2 separate regions of the Capsicum annuum genome follow, and region 1 is linked to region 2. Evidence: chromatin contacts called from public Hi-C data. All regions are on one chromosome and are shown on one strand. Each heading gives the region's core, a stretch centred on a gene start, on an enhancer-like site or on the middle of the called end of the contact. The rest is flanking DNA. Distances are from core to core; before and after follow the strand shown. Region 1 has its middle 7.7 kb from the start of LOC124899330. Region 2 holds the start of LOC107855425 (phosphoethanolamine N-methyltransferase 1).

Region 1 (4,293 bases), core at 1,111-3,610, 57 kb before region 2:
TTAGGTGCCCGTTTGGACAATTTTTTTCTTTTATAAAAGAAAAAGGTTTTAAAATATTATATATAGTTATATATTGAAGGAGGTGAGTAAAAATATATTTTTTAAGCCCAAACAACAAAAATAAGTCTACAGGTGAAAGGTAAGGGATTCAGCAATTATGACTTACGGCTTATAAATTACAACATAAGCAGTTAAAAAAACCTCAAATATTCAAGTTGCAAGAAAAGAAACTAATAATAATCCTCACACAATTTGAATATTGAAACAAAAAATATTATAGAGCCCTAAAATAGTAATAATAAACTACAAAAACATTTAACCTACTAAAATCATAACACAAAATTAAAATAGTGAAGTAAAATCACTGATCTTGAATTCTTGATATCTATCTTCATTTGAAGTCTTCAAAAGCATATATTTACTTTCCCACTCCGCAGCACATGCAAATAAAAATAAGGCATAGTCTCACAATAAGTACAATTGCAGAAATTTTAACGAATATTTCAACCAACAAATTGAAGGTGAAGAAATCTAATTAACATTATACGTAGAAATAATTAATTAACTAACATTTTATGTAGAATAATCTGTTTTTGAATTTATTATAAAATCTAACATCATTTTTTAATGATTGTTATAAATACACTTCTATAATAATTTCTTTCACAAAATTGATTTTAGCTTAGGATTCTTGGAGGGGTGAAGAGATATGTAAATGACTTGATTGGTAAAAAGAATCAAGATGTAATAGGTATTAATTAATTCCCACGAGATTCAAGAAAGTCTCAAAGCATGTCAAGTTGCCAGAAACTAAAACAAACTAATGGCAAGTCTTATATAAGTTCAATGAATTAAAATAAAACAACCTATATAGAATCTTAAATTAAAATAAATGAACTATATTAAATCAACTAAAACTTTAAAACTAGAAAAATATAAAGCAAAAATTAAATGATCTTCATACTCAAAGTCCTGCTAAACTAAGTGAGGAGGAATTTGATAGTGAGTCCAACTGCAGCCATCTTAACGAATATATCTAAAATATGTGGTAAATAAGATTGTGGTTTGACGAATCCAATGTACTTAGATTATGAGGGATATTTATAGTGGGGATTTTGTATTTTTTTTTTCTCAAGTGTATGTATTAAACACATAAATAAGAAGGAAAGTATGAATAAGGTAATAATTGGACTACATATAAGGAAACTAGTGTGAATTATTATTAGTGCAAATATATGTAAGGAAATTAATGTGAATTACTATTAGTGTAACAAGGAAATATATAGTACGAGTTTCAATTATTCTGTAGGGAACAATTAGTAGGATTATTTTTGTAGGAGAATCTTGAATATCACAAGAAACTCTTAAGGATAAATTAGGGCCATATGTATAGTTGCAGCCGAACAACTTAAGATTACAATAATGAAAGCCTCATTTCTATACAACATGTGGGATTCATTATTATTTTAGGACTTGTTTTAAACCTAATAATTTGTTTTGGGAGAAAAAGAAATACCACAATATATCGATACAAAAATGGAATTAAAAAGAACGAGCAAATTGTGACTTTGAATGCAAATTATTAAGGCTAGGAGAGTTGACATAAATATCGAAAAATAAAAAATCGGACCTAATTAAACTGATTCGGTTCAAGGTTCTACCATGCACTAAAGAACTAAAGTTTAATTTTAAAAAAATAATATTTTAAATTACATTTAATTTATATTCTCCGCCAAAAAAAAAAACAACAGCTTTGCTCGATACCCGATGGTGAGATGAGATTGGATAGAGATATTTACTCTAATTTGTCTTTATTTAAAACTGGTCAAATCGAGAATCAAATCAATAATATAATAACTTGAATAATAAATCGATATATAGTCAAATTATTAAGCCATTAACTCAAATTATTAATCTAATTATCGATTTGAGTTATTGACTTGATTGGTAAAAAGAATCAAGATGTTTAGGTATAAATTCACGTGAGCTTCATGAAAGTCTCAAAACATATCAACTTGTCAGAAATTAAAACAAACTAATCAGTTGCGGAGCCAAAATGTTAATTAAGGGGGTTCGAAAGTGCATAGACAAACTAGTCGAAGGGGGTTCAACATATACTATATATATATAAAAAATAATTTTAACCGTTTATAAATAGTGTAATTTTTCGCCAAAGGAGGATACATCCAAACCCCTGAATATATGCTACATCCGCCACTGAAACTAATTGCAACTCATATATAATTTGAATGCTAAAATACAGCGACCAACATAGAATCCTAAAATTAAAATAAACGAACTATAAATCAACTAAAACTTAAAAACAAGAAGAAGAAATTAAATGTATCTTCTAGTTGATCTTCATTACTCAAAGTCCTGCAAAACTAAACTAATCTGAATCCCCTCCACTAAGTAAAAAATAGGCGATTATACTGAGGACAAATCTGATACTGAGTATAAATGCACTGACTTTAACGAATATATCTACCATTTTTGGTAAATAATAAGATTGGGGTCTGTGGAACCCAAAGTACCACATGAAACAGATGACACATACTTCCATCAAACCAGAGAGTATGATTAAAAGGCATGGTATAACACCAGTTTTTGCCATGTTTATTTTACTATATTGTTGAGAGCTTAGATTATGAGGGATATTTATAGTGGGAAATGTGTATTTTTTTTTTTTCCCTTAAGAGTATGTATTAAACACATAAATAAGAACGAAAATTGAAATTAAGGAAATAATTGGACAACATATAAGGAAATTAGTGTGAATTATTATTAGTGTAAACAAGGAAATAATTGAACAACATACGTAAGGAAATTAATGTGAATTACTGTTAGTATAAACAAGGAAATATAGAGTATGAATTTCAATTATTGTGAAAGGTAACAATTAGCAGCTTTTCGTTTATGGACTTATTAATTCCTCTGTCCAACTTTAATTGACGTTTAACTTGTTCTTATTTAATAAAGGTAGATATTTTTATAATTTTAAGGTTATAGTTAGAAATAATTGTCAATTTCAGTTTTGAATTTTTAAAATGATGATTATTTTGATGTAACTTTTTTGAGCTAAAATAATAGTTAAAATTAAATAGATGGAATAAGTTAGTGCGAATTATTATTAGTGTAAACAGGGAAATAATTGAACAACATATGTAAGGAAAATAATATGAATTACTATTAGTGTAAACAAGGAAATATAATCTGAATTTCTTTTCTCTCAAACTATTGTGGTGATGATAATTAGTAGTTTTTTCGTGTAATTAGGGGCTTATTGCTTCAATTGGTGCCACTCTATTTGTCCTATTTTAATCGCTCTTTAACTTTTCCTTATTCAATAAAGATAAATATTTCTATAATTTAAGGTTATAGTTGAAAATAATTGTTAAATTTAGTTTCGAATTCTTACAGTAATGATTATTCTGATCTAACTTTTTTGAACTAAAACGATAGTTAAAATTAAATGATATGAAATAAAATTATACACACTTTGTTATAAATACACCATATACAGTGAATGTCTACTTTACCATATATAGTGAATACCTATTTTGCCATATATTGTATATGTCTATTTATGGAAAAGTTACAAACCCCCAGGTTAGTTTTCTCCCTATAAATAAAGGAGTTTTCCTTCATTGTAATTCATCCCTTAAGAGAAATAAGAATTATTTTCTCTATTCTCTCTACTCTTCTTCTTCTTGTTCTTTATTATTTTATAACACGTTATCAACACAAAATTCTACCAAACAAGATGAGATTATAAATCTAAAGGTAATTTCAAGGTTAGTAATTCCTTATGTTATTATCTTTTGCTACTAATAATATAATTATTGTTGGATTTGAGGAAAAATAATTGGTTTGGAACCATTATATTTTAAATTTATTCCTCAAGAACAATAATATCAAAAGGGATGATAATATGTTGGGTTCAAATCCCATTGATTTATGCCTAAAACGCCTATTTATATGGGTAATAAGACGTTGAGTGTGAATTTCAATGCACTATATTGATGATATTATGATGGCTAGGGCAAAATAATGAGTATTTGGTGAAATATATCCATTGATATGCTCCATGAAGTGAACATGATAGCAATATATGATGAATCTTAAAGTTGACAACTTGCTCCATTCTTGAAGTGAATGCGGTAGCATGAATAATATGTCTTAAAGAAGACAAGTGATGATATTTTCACATACTTATTGTGATTATAATTAAAGATATGTTAAGAGAAAAATTCTCTACATTATATATATGTCTCGATTTACTCTTGAAGTATC
Region 2 (4,718 bases), core at 1,292-3,791:
ATGACCTTAAAATGACATTGATCAGTCGTGTCATTTCAAATATCAGGTGTCAATGACATAGTTTAGTATTTATATGCCATACTTCCTCCTATTAAGATAGGCTGTTAAAGTTTTGGGTATGCCTTCTTTTTTTACACTCACCATGTCATAGGCATGGTGTCATGTCTCCTAGACTTGAACTACACTAATAATTTGCTGGCCATCAATTTTTGTTGTGTGTAGCCTTAGTGATCTTTTCATGCAGGAAGCAGGGACAAATTGGAAAAAGTTACCTCTTCATCAGAAAGATACATCAGTAGCCAGTTAGAGAATATCAAGTCCACAGATTCAGGTGAAAACGTCAAATCTGGTGAAGTCACATCAGCACACTTAAACTTGACATTCTTGTGGTGCCCGCTGATGCTTTCATTCTGCAAGGAAGCAAATTAATAGATAAATTTCACATCACTTATCTAGTATGAAGCAGCAACAAGTTGAATCTTATGAACCAACTCATTCACACGTTCATATAACAGAAACAGAAAATTCAAACGTCCCAAAGGAAAAATGCCACAAACCTCCTTAATCACTCCTTCAATAAAATCCACTGCTACGAGCTCCCCAGCCTTCTTGGCTAAGTCTCCTGTGAAACGACCAATACCAGCACCCAATTCCAACACGGATTTCCCTTCATATGACGGGAGCAGTGAAAGCACCTACATGACAAATCACAAATAGTTTAGTGGATTGGCCAATACAGTTTCTTACAGCACATCTTGTGAATTCACAAAATGAACCATGATAAAATGATAATTAAACCTTTTTAAAAATGAACTCAAAGTTCTTAACCTCCAAAAGAAAAGTCGTAATAAGCAAAATACATCAGTCAAAACTAAAAATAAACCACCATGCATAACCACAGAACTTAGTTAACGTTAGTTGGTTTTGGATCAAAATCCCTCTGCCAATTATTGAAGCTCAAATTCCCTGCAAATAAGCTGCATATTTTTTTGATAAGATGCATCAAAATCCCTCTGCCAGTGTGCGGCTGCATATCTTTGGGCCTATTGACTCTGTACGTTTAGGAAACATTTGTGAGGTATTTAAACGGATCGTACTTGGGGATAATGTGATGTTTATTCTTTTTCATAGTGGAGAACTCTATATTAATGCCTCCAGGATGTCAACTTGACAGAACTTGTTAAATCCTTCTGTTATTTTTTCTTCTACAATCAGTATTATACAACACTTTATCTAATGAACCCTGGAAACAGGCATGAAAAGTAACAGATAGTCAATCTTCATCCAGGATTTGTGACTAGTACAGAGGATAAAAACTTGCATTGCGCACAATAGACCCTTGTGATCCAATCTTTCCCTGGACCTAGTGTATAGCTGGAGCTTAGTGCATCCGGTTGCCCTTTGTAGAGGACAAAGACTTGCTACTAAGGGGTCGCAAGCAAAGCAACTCCCACACTTTTGGTAAATGGGAGGAACCAATCCGGTGTAGATTAACTAGGTTCCACACTCAAACTAAGTATGAAACTATTACATCAACAAGGAACATGGAAACAATTACATAAAGAATCATATATACCTCATGCCTATCCTCTTTATCAAGATCAGATGATTCAAGATCATGCACATGCATCATTGCCTCCAATTTAAGTCCAGCAGTTTTCTCGATCCAATAACTCTTTTGAATCTCACGCTCTTGTCCTATTCCTACACATAAGACGTTCATATTCTAAGCATCAGAAAATATCCAACTCAAACCAAAAAAAAAAGGAAAAAAGAAAAAACAAGAAACCAATAAGTTCAAATTGTGTGCACTCTCTCATCTAAAAACATACAATTAGATAGATGATATGCGAATCACACCCCAAAAGCTCGCTATTAAGATGAGAGAGCCCAAGGTGGACTCAAAGTTCCATACCAAGCTTTCCCTCTACCACAAGTAGGCAACTCTCCCTCAGGTAGCCCTTTTCAAATCAGGTCGAACCAAACCCCAAAAGCTGGCTATAAGTTAGCGCCAAAGTTATATAAGCCTCACATCAGCTCAACATTTAACTGACGTGGGACTCAAGTAGCATACCTTGCAATCGGATCATAACACACGTCTACTTTGTTTCAATTTACAACACTACTTTCTTTACGCAAGATATGATTATTTTGGTAGTGACACATAGAAAAACATTTTTGTTTGTTGATGAATGTCGTATAGAGACTGAACTCGAGACCTTTACATGTTCTGATATCATGTGAACTGTATGGACTGTTTCATGTAAAAGTTTTAAGTTTCATTACCTGGAGCCATAGTTGTGTAGAAGGTTGTGATGTTTCAATTACAGAAATGGAAATAGCTGAAGATGGAGGTTAACAACCTTCAACAGCAATACGAGATCTAGAAAAAGTCCTTGATTTACAATTACTAATTCTACCTCTCTGCTGCATCATCTGTACCAACAATATGTTAAATGGTTTTTCTTCTACTTTATAGACACAACAAAAGTATTGCAAAGAGAGAACTCTGCTGATACTTCTGCTGTTTATGTAACACTTCGGAAAGCAACATTGATTTATTAAGTAGTTTTACCGTAAAAATATTAAGTTACTTCGCTGCACTTTTTAACCGTAGTATTAACCGTATTCTGTTTGTTTCTTGCTTTTGATATCTGCCATCATTGACGGAGCCAGAAATTTTACTAAGGGGATAAGGGGATTCACAAATGAACATATGAACTAATCGAAGGGGGTTCGATATCTACTATATATCCATAATAAATAATTTTAATCATATATATATATAGTATAATTTTCCGTCGAAGGAGGTTCGGACAAACCCTGATTATCTTTTTTTTGCAAACTATCAAAGGCGGATTTAGGATTTTAGGCTTATGGGTTGATTTGAACTAGAGTATAGTGTGTGAGATACTACTTCAAATCTCTTTTAAACCATTGAGCCAACTAACAACTTTGTTAATGAATTCCTTACTTATTATTTTTATATATTTAATAAATTTTTAATATATACAAGACATACAAAAATGCTTGGGTATTCCGAAAACCCCCTCCCGCAATGTTAGATCCGCCCCTATTTATATGTTCTGCACTACTTCCCTTACTAGTTTCTATTTCTTCTTCATTGTCATTTTCTTTTGCAAACACTTTGATTCAACACTTGAGTAGAGGATATTCAAAAATATTCTTCTAAGAATAAGGTAGCGCATGCTCTACCTTTTTAGATCGTAATTAAGAGATTTCACTATTATTATTGTTATAGTGTCTCTAGTGAGATGATTTGTAACTGAGTAGATATAAGTTAGTTTATATCATAAATTTTTAAAATGGCATAAATTTTTAAAATGTTTTTGCATTCCTAAATTTTATGCTCAATTAATTATCATCTCATAAATTAAAATAAAAAAATATTTTTAGTACTATATATTAAAGCTCTAATATTCTAAATAAAATTTTTGTTTTCACAAGTGCGGTTGAAAATGGCTAAAATTCAGCTTTCATGAGCAAACTTATGTTTATTAGGGAAAAGGTGAGTAATGTGATGTTGAATTTAATTAATCTTTTGTTTCTTTGCTTTTCTATATATTGCCATATTGGTAGCCTAGTGCCTGAATATTTTAGTTTAAAAGCTTAACATTGGATCAAGAGAATAATTGTCGTCCTCTTTATCATTAATCTGGACTTTGAAGTTTTTAATCATTTCTCATTTGTTATAAAAATACCATGAGATTTTTCATTTTGTTTGTCTTCTTCACAAATCACATGTATAGTAGTGCCATCACCAACTCCAAAGAAAAGATTAGTTTAGGTCACGTGGTATTATCATTGTAATTATTAAAATGCGTTAAAGATATATTAAGGCGTCATTTTTGTTTTCATTTGGTAAAGGTGGACATGCGCACTTTAAAAAATTCACTTAAACCTCTCACCTAAAACCTGTATCTATCAGGCTTCTAACTCCTCAAATTTTGATCCAATAAAATCTTTTTTACCTAATCAGCAATAAATATAGAGTATATGTAATACATTCACCTGACGTGATAAAATTAATCAATTTAAAAAAAATATGTGGCAAAAAAAATAACTATATTTAATTATCATTTAATAATAATTTTTTAATTAAAAAAAAAAGGAACCCCCCCCAAACTAGTCGCCGCCCCCGCTTACTTGCTGAAGAACAAAAAAACGCAACAAGGCTGTTTCAAGTAGGGATGGGTATTTGGTTTATTCGGTTTGAATGTTGAATATCGATTTGATTTTTGGATTTTTGGATTGATGAAAAAGAAAATCATAACCAAATCAAAATTATTTCGGTTTGGTTTGATTTTTACAAATTCGATTCGGTTATTTCGGATTTTTATTTCGATTTTAAAAATTAAAGTAGTGAGCATTTAAAATTGGTGATTTTTCTAGAAGAATAATCTTTTTTTCAAATCTATTTTTCATTCCCAAATATAATTAATTCAATACACATGAAATAACCATAAATATCGACCTCGCTGAGTTATCGCCATAGGCATGACAACAGTGGCCACACTCGGCAGCAGCTGTCGACGGTAGTGACGAACTGAGTAAACGACTGCCGACTGTCGTTGGCGATGTTGGAATTTCAAACAAACTGACGAATTGAAAATGACTAAGCGCCACTACAGCTTAGACTGTTAGGGTCAAAAGCAAAGCAATATATTAGAATTTAGGGTTACTAAATGATTATAATT

Evidence for each region. Hi-C and Micro-C count contacts between places; a contact is called where the count stands out from the background.
Region 1: a contact with region 2 is called in a Hi-C map of leaf, with 1.9 times the contacts expected there. The contact joins the enhancer-like site here to the promoter of LOC107855425 in region 2. A contact is called at or near these places in 2 of 5 Hi-C or Micro-C datasets (bud and leaf).

Annotation. Positions count from the first base shown.
Region 1 is chr6:207,958,433-207,962,725 of UCD10Xv1.1, reverse strand. No RefSeq gene overlaps it. Among protein-coding and RNA genes, the nearest start is that of LOC124899330, 7.7 kb to the right of the region's middle. Within about 2 kb of position 2,360, at least 1 of the 5 cell types and tissues checked has an H3K27ac peak or open chromatin away from gene starts, as enhancers often do. A contact at or near this core is called in leaf, where this site is marked.
Region 2 is chr6:207,900,875-207,905,592 of UCD10Xv1.1, reverse strand. It overlaps LOC107855425 (phosphoethanolamine N-methyltransferase 1), which reads right to left and starts at 2,541. Exons shown (of 12, transcript XM_016700438.2): 1 at 2,287-2,541; 2 at 1,577-1,704; 3 at 558-695; 4 at 273-410. The coding sequence starts at 2,296.